Linked DNA regions of Mustela erminea: region 2 is linked to region 1. Evidence: chromatin contacts called from public Hi-C data. All regions are on one chromosome and are shown on one strand. Each heading gives the region's core, a stretch centred on a gene start, on an enhancer-like site or on the middle of the called end of the contact. The rest is flanking DNA. Distances are from core to core; before and after follow the strand shown.

Region 1 (3,845 bases), core at 358-2,857:
TTGTCCATCCAGCCGGTGGTTAATAAGTTCCTATTCTGCATCAATGCTATGCCCAGCAGGGGGAAAGGAAAAGTGACCCAACCAGTCCTGAACTCATGGCACTTGTGCCAATGGACACATACACTAGTAAATAAAGAACAGGATTAGCGTCTGGAAAATTCTGTGAAGGAAGCAAAGATAATGAGAGCACAAAAAACACCTGGGGAGATGGAGTGGAGTGTATCTATTTTATTTTATCATTATTTTTTATTATAAGAGACTTTTTTTAAAGGTTTTATTTATTTATTTGGCAGAGAGAGAGAAATCACAAGTAGGCAGAGAGGCAGAAAGAGAGAGAGGGGGAAGCAGGCTCCCTGCTGAGCAGAGAGCCCGATGCGATTCTGGGCTCAATCTCAGGACCCTGAGACCAGGACCTGAGCTAAAGGAGGAGACTTAACCCTCTGAGCCACCTAGGTGCCCCTGGGTGTATTTATTTTAGATGCCCTATCTAAAGGCCTCTCCAAGAAAGCAGGCATCCAAAGAGCAGTGAGAAGGTAGTCCAGGGGGAGGAATAGCAAGTGTAAAGGTCCTGAAGTCAGAACAAGGATTCATGGGCGCCTGGGTAGCTCAGTCAGTTAAACGTCTGCCTCCGGCTCAGGTCATGATCTCAGAGACATGGGATGGAGCCCCAGCATCGCACTGCATTAGGCTCCCTGCACTACTCCTTCCCCGCTGCTCATGATCTCTCTCTCCCAAACAAATAAATAAAATCTTAAAAAAAAGAAAAAAAGGAACAAGCATTCATGTTTGGCAGGAAATAAAAAAAGCCCATGGGTTTGGATGGAGAGACGGGAATGATCAGGAGAGGGTTGCCAGGCTTTAGGGAGGTAAAGAGTTTATTTCCAAAGCAAGGAGAGGCCTTTGAAGACTTTCAATGACAAGATCTGCTTTGTGTCTTTAACAACGCCCTCAGCCCCCACTGCTGTGTGGAGACTGAACTGTGGGGGGAAGAGAGAAGAGTTGTCAGGAGGCAAAGCCTAACTCATTTTCGATGTCCAACAGGCATCTCAGATTTAATGCATCTAAACGGAAACATCTGGATCACTGGCCTCCTCGAAACAAAGCAATAAAAGCCCTGTTCTCCCAACCTTCCCCATTTCTGTGAACAGTACCAGCATTCACCCAGATGTCCAAGCCCCAAAACTTAAGGGCCACTCTGGCCTCCATCCTCTCCCTGATCGTCTGCACCCCAAGTCCCGGATACGTATCCACTCTCCTCCACACCCGCTGCCCCGGCGGGGTTCCAGGTTCCCTCATTCTCCGTGGAGCGGGACACCAGCCTCGTCACAGCTCCCCTGCCTCACCTCTGCCCCCTACAGTCCATCCTCCGCTCAGCAGCCTGGGCTGGGAGAACACAAGTCTGTCACTCTTTGCCTAGCACGCATCCCTCAAGGACTCCCTTCGCCTCCGGGACCTTTCACGAGAACTGGGTCCCAGGAGCTTGGTCCAGGAGGAATGAATGTAGGTAAAACCTGAAGAGCGCACAGCCAGGCTCGTAGCACCGCCTTTGCGTCGGCTTGTACCGTCCCGGGCTTCGGAACTTTTCTTCCAAGCGCCGGGGGAAGCTTTTCCAGAAGTACCTTCCGGCCTCGACGACCCTATTCCCGTGCTGCACCGCGGCCTTCCTCTCTCCCTTTCTCTTCCGGCCCGAGGCGCTTCGGGAGCCGCGGGCTTCGGTGAGTCTTGGCCGCGCGGTATCTGGAGCCATCCGCGGCTCCCAGCCGGCGGCCGGACGCAAAACCGGAAAGGACAGGAAGGCCGGATGCATGACTGTGGGGAGCGGAGGGCGTGGGGCGCGGGTGGACCTTGTGGATTCTCGAGGAGTGGATGGGAGAGGGAGAACTCGGATTTGGGGTAGAACGCAGTGTGGTGAGGGAGGGTTGGTTTCAGGGCCGTCTTAGCCGAGCTCTGGAAGCCGGGACCGTGTCGGGTCGTGCTGAGTAAGTGGACGCCGGTGGGAAGCGGCAGCAGATTCAAGGCCTCTGTGCTGCACCTGCGCCCTGGCTTCTGGCCTCACGTCCTTCCAGGTCAGCGCCCAGCCAGCCCTGCGAACCCCCCCAGCCCTGATCTCCACTCTCCTCCCCCAGGTGCAGACATGGCCAAGTCCAAGAACCACACCACGCACAACCAGTGTAAGTTCCTCCGCCCGGCCTCGGTGTCCCTTCAGACCCTGGCAAGGATGAGTGGTGGTGGGGCAGGGCAGGGGGACGCTGTGGGTTTTGTTTTCGCCAGGATGGGTTACAGTTGAAGAAGCCAGGGGTCCTCTTGAGATGCCCCCAGGGCTTTGCAGTGGGGATAAGAGCTGGTGCAGACTTCGAGGAGACCTGCTCTGGGAAGTGATGGTTTCCCCAGGCTGGCCGGCTGTGATGTTGTCTGGTCTCACTGGAGCAAATCTTGTTTGGTCTAATTCCTTCGCTTCCCCTCACAGCACGAAAATGGCACAGAAACGGCATCAAGAAACCCCGGTCGCAAAGATACGAATCTCTTAAGGGGGTGAGTGAGAGGGGTGTCCGCTTGGCCCCGGTTGCACAGCCACAGCCTCTCCTGTATCTGTTTCCAGCTGAGCAGCAACATTAGTAGCTGTCCCTCGTCTTCCCCGGACTACCAAAGCCCACAGGTTCTCTCTCCAGCCAGCTTTTGCCTGCACTTCATGTTCTGCCAAAACTAACAAACCTTTCCTTGACTTTTCCCAGCCCAGGTGGTAGCTGCCCAGTCGGGTGTCACCTGCCTCCTGAGGGTAGTTGGACTGTCTTCCTTGCTTATCCAGAGCACTTCAAGGGAAGTGCTGTGTAACTCTTAGAGCCTTGCATTCTACCAGCCTGCGGCCTTGATCGGACCCAGTCAGTGCTGGGCTTGGGGGCTGTGCCGAGGAGTTCTAAGGATTGGGAAGGCTGAGGCTGGAGGGTCTAAACGGAACGGGGTCCTATCTCTCCCCTGTCCCCTTGGTCTCTGGTCTGTGGAATGAACCATTAAATCTCTGGACCTCGGTTTCCCCGTCTTGGTCTCTTTTTCAGTCTCATTTGCTATATATCTGTTAGATCAGGCTTGATGCTTAACTGACTCCTTCCTTTTAAAGAGGTGGGGGTGACCCTGAGGGGTGTCAGGAAAGCCTCCGCCCTGCAGGCCTGGCAGAGGCAGCAGCCTTCGTGTGTTTGTTCTTTCCCTCTGCGCTTGCATTTGAGCTTCACTGGGCTCTGGGCTTGTAGCCCTGAAAATACGGTCTGTGTGTGGCATTAGCAGAGTGGAGTGTTGGCCTTGGGTGTTTAGTGCATGTGTCTCTACAGGTAGTTTGTAAGGGATGTAGATCTCAGCATTTAAGTTTGACGTAATGCTGTCTATGCCCCCAGTAGGGCTTGGCTGGAGCCCCGTAGTCTCCTGGGTACAGGTGTGGAGAGGGCCACCGGCAGTGCCTTGAGGCCCCACATGCACTTAGAGCCTTTACCTTGCCTTGCCTTCCAGGTAGACCCCAAGTTCCTGAGGAACATGCGCTTTGCCAAGAAGCACAACAAGAAGGGTCTGAAGAAGATGCAGGCCAACAACGCCAAGGCCATGAGTGCACGTGCCGAGGCTATCAAGGCCCTCGTCAAGCCCAAGGAGGTCAAGCCCAAGATCCCAAAGGGCGGCAGCCGCAAGCTCAATCGACTTGCCTACATCGCTCACCCCAAGCTCGGGAAACGTGCTCGTGCCCGCATTGCCAAGGGTCTCAGGCTCTGCCGGCCAAAGTCCAAGGCCAAGGCTCAAACCAAGGCCCAAGCTTCGGCTGCGACTCCGGCTCCAGCTCCTGCTCCTGCTCCTGCTGCAGCTCA
Region 2 (3,845 bases), core at 587-3,086, 140 kb before region 1:
GCTGACACCCTCCAAGTACCCCCCTTACCCTGGGTGGGACATATGTGACATTCTTTAGGAATCTCCCACCCATTTAATGTTCATACCTTGCTAGAGGGCAAAACAACTTTGGCAATGGCAAGGCCTCTGGTATCTGGTTATCTTTGTAGGTCCTCTTTAGCATATGAAAGTTCTATTGAAACCTCCCTTTTCCTTACTTCACCCACCCCAGGGGTACAAAACCTGGCATCCCTCACAACCTGGAGCAGCCGCTCTTCCTGCCCACGGGTCCTGTCCCCATGCTTTAATAAACCACCATTTTGCACCAAAGATGTCTCAAGAATTCTTTCCGGACCTCACCCCACCGAACCTCACCTATGCTCTAGAACTTCATCAATTTTATTTTTAATTTTTTGAGGAAACCTCATACTGTTTTTCACAGTGGCTTCTCCAGTTTGCCTTCCCACCCACAGGGCATGAGGGTTCTTTTTTCTCTGCATCCTTGCGAGCACTTGTTGTTTCTTGTGTTTTTTATTTTAGCCATTCTAACAGCTCTGAGGTGGTATCTCATCGTGGCTTTAATTTGCATTTCCCTGATGATGAATGATGTTGAGCATCTTTTCTTTTCTTTTTTTTAAAGATTTTATTTATTTGTCAGAGAGAGAGAGGGAGAGAGAGCGAGCACAAGCAGACAGAATGGCAGGCAGAGGCAGAGGGAGAAGCAGGCTCCCTGCTGAGCAAAGAACCCAATGAGGGACTCGATCCCAGGATGCTGGGATCATGACCTGAGCTTAAGGTAACTGCTTAACCAACTGAGCCACCCAGGCGCCCCTGTTGAGCATCTTTTCACGGGTCTGTTGGCCATCTGGATGTCTTCTCTGGAGAAATGTCCATGTCTTTTTTTTTTTTTTTTTTCCATCAGAGAGAGAGACCTCGCGCACAAGCATGGGGAGCGTCAGGCAGAGGGAGAAGCAGGCTCCCTGCTGAGTAAAGAGCCAGATGCAGACTCAATCCCAGGACCCCAGAATCATCAGGAGCTGAAGGCAGATGCCTAACCAGCTGAGCCACCCAGGCATCCCAGAAATGTCCATGTCTTCTGCCCATTTTTAATTGGATTATTTGCATTTTTGGTGTTGAGTTGTATAAGCTCCTTATATATTTTGGACACTAACCCCTTAGCAGATAGTCATTTGCAAATATCTTTTCCCATTCAGTAGGTTGTCTTCTGCCTTCTTTAATTACTTTCTTTGCTGTGTAGAAGCTCTTTAACTGGATGTAGTCCCAATAGTTTAATTTTGCTTTTGGCTCCCTTGCCTCAGGAGACATATCTGGAAATGTCTCCTTTTCTTTTAAACATGTCATTTATAACCACTTCTCAGGGCCGAGGGTTCTGGAGAGGCCCAGGCTGCCTCACACTTCTCTGTATTACAAATGGGTAAACTGAGGCCTAGGCAGAGGTATTTCCCCTCAAGGTCACAGGTCACACAAGGAGGCAGGACAATAACAGAATAGAACCTAGGTTTCTCCATCCATGGAGAATCCCACGGATGTCATTCCAAGTGACCGGTGTTCTTTCAGATCGACACTTGTTTTAAGTTCGGAGGAGCGGACCATTTAAACTATCTCCGAGGGGTGACTAATTGGCCCTTAAGGCATTGGGCGACTACCTAGTTTCAAGGGCCCTTTAAGAGAACGCCCAAAGAATGACGCACGTGTCCTCCACTTCCGGGATCCTTGAGGCTTTTCCAACGCGTGGTTAAGCCCGCCCGGCTCTCAAGGTATCTTGGGAAAAGTAGTTCCACTTTCCTACATACCCTAGGTGGTGGCTGTCTTGAAACTGCATTTCCCAGAAGGCTGTGCTCGTGGCCTCGTAAACCGAGCTAGGGGTGGGCGGTGTGAACACCTCATCCTGCGTTTTATCATTTCTCAGGGGATTAGTGACAGTGGACGGAGATCTTTGGCCGCTACGTCCGTGGGCTGCTGGCCTGGCGGAGCTGTGCGCGGAGGCCGTGGAATCCGCCACACAGCTCTGCTTCCGGCCTGGGGTCAAAAAGCCGACGCGCTGCGTCTCCTTTAATCGCCGTGGGCGGGGCGTGGCGACGCGACCCGCGTTGCTATTGGCGGCGGTTGGGGGCGCGGAAACTGAACGGGCCGCAACGGCCGACGCAGCTTTCTCCAGCGCCTTGGGCGCCCCCGACCTGCCATGGCTGCACCTTGCCCTGTAAGTTCTCGCCGGCGGTGTTTGCCCGGCCTTAGTCTCCCCATTGGGACTGTAGGCGCCTGGCCCGAGCGATGGCTGCGAGGGGGCGAGTGGGACGCCGGGTTCCAAGCCAGTCTTCTCCAGCCGCTTGACGGTCTGTGCAGGGGTCGCTGGGTCGGGACACGTAGTGAGCACCTCCTGCGCGCCAGACCCTTTGCGGACTGCCGCGGCGGACCACCAAGTCCCTGCTCCCTGGATTCGCATCCTAGCTGAGGAGACGCTAGTACTAGTACGTTTCGACTGGAGGTCGGGCCGGAGGCCAGCTCCGGGCCTCACTGGCCTGAGTCTCATCATCCTGAGCAGTGGGTGGCTGGTCGGGGCTTTTTTGAGCGAACACTTGCTCGGACCGGACAGCTCAGGTGTGCATTGTGTTCTGGGCTGGGCGCCCTGAGTCCCAGGTTCCTCCAGAGGGAGGCACTCCCAGACCCCTCTTTTTGAGAGATTGTGTAAACATGTCTGGTCTTTTGGCTGGGTTGAGAGTCAGGAAGATCAGATGGTGCTCTGTAGAGCGGAACGCCTAGACTTAGGATCCAGGCTTTTTTTTTTTTTTTTTTTTAAGATTTTATTTATTTATTTGACAGAGAGAAATCACAAACAGGCAGAGAGGCAGGCGGGGGTGGGGTGGGGGAAGCAGGCTCCCTGCTGAGCAGAGAGCCCCATGCGGGACTCGATCCCAGGACTCTGGGATCATGATCTGAGCCGAAGGCAGCGGCTTAACCCACTAAGCCACCCAGGCGCCCAGGATCCAGGCTTTTTGATCCCTATTCTAGCCCTTTCCACAAATCCCTCCCACTTCTTTCCATATATAAACCACCTTTGGGGAGATGAGGAACCATAGAGCCTGGTGGGATGAGGAGTTGGGAAGGGTGTTGGGCGGTCTCAGGAGCCCCCTGGTCAGAGGTAGAACTGAACTTGCCTAGAGGTGGACATTATCTTATTCTTGTTCTCCCAAGAGGTTCAGATGTAGCAGTTGCTGCTCTGTTGGGGGCCCTCTCCCAGCTGCCACTCCCTTTCTTGTTGAAAGGGGGACTGGGGCAGGTGTGTTGGGGGTGGAGCTGGGCACAGGGCCCTGAGGGCCTTTGTTCTGGTTACAGCTCTGTGAGGTGGCATCAGTCTTACTCTGTTCCCAAGGACATTTTCTTTTTTTTTTTTTTTACCAAGAAGAGGTTTTGCTGGGCTCCATGGTGTGCCCAGAATGCTTCTGATATTTAGGGAAGGGGAGATGTTTGCATGGCAGGACTGTAACTCTTCAAGTACTAAGAGAAGCTGCTGTTGGGTGGTAAGAGTCTCTAGAATATTTTCTCCATGTCTTCCTAAGCTGTGTCCTGAACAGCTGCTTCCTTGACCTCAGTAGAATGGTGGCACTGCCCCTTGGGGCCTGTCCAGGCTGACCTTTGGATTCATTGGCCAACACTGGCTGCCAGTGAGATTGAAAGTGCAGAATCTGATTCCTGAAATGGGAGTTGCTGAAAGGCCCCCATTTCTTCTTCATTCTCTTAGAAACATTGCTTTGTTGAAATACTCACATGTCTTAAAATTCACCTTTTTTTTTTTTAAAGATTGTATTTATTTATATGACAGAGACAGTGAGAGAGGGAACACAAGC

Evidence for each region. Hi-C and Micro-C count contacts between places; a contact is called where the count stands out from the background.
Region 2: a contact with region 1 is called in a Hi-C map of spleen, with 3 times the contacts expected there. The contact joins the promoter of POC1A here to the promoter of RPL29 in region 1. A contact is called at or near these places in 3 of 3 Hi-C or Micro-C datasets (fibroblasts, skeletal muscle and spleen).

Annotation. Positions count from the first base shown.
Region 1 is chr1:21,333,698-21,337,542 of mMusErm1.Pri, reverse strand. It overlaps RPL29 (60S ribosomal protein L29), which reads left to right and starts at 1,607. Exons shown (of 4, transcript XM_032321348.1): 1 at 1,607-1,715; 2 at 2,127-2,171; 3 at 2,468-2,532; 4 at 3,499-3,845. The coding sequence starts at 2,135.
Region 2 is chr1:21,470,698-21,474,542 of mMusErm1.Pri, reverse strand. POC1A (POC1 centriolar protein homolog A) reads left to right here and starts at 1,836. Exons shown (of 10, transcript XM_032321382.1): 1 at 1,836-2,200. The coding sequence starts at 2,183.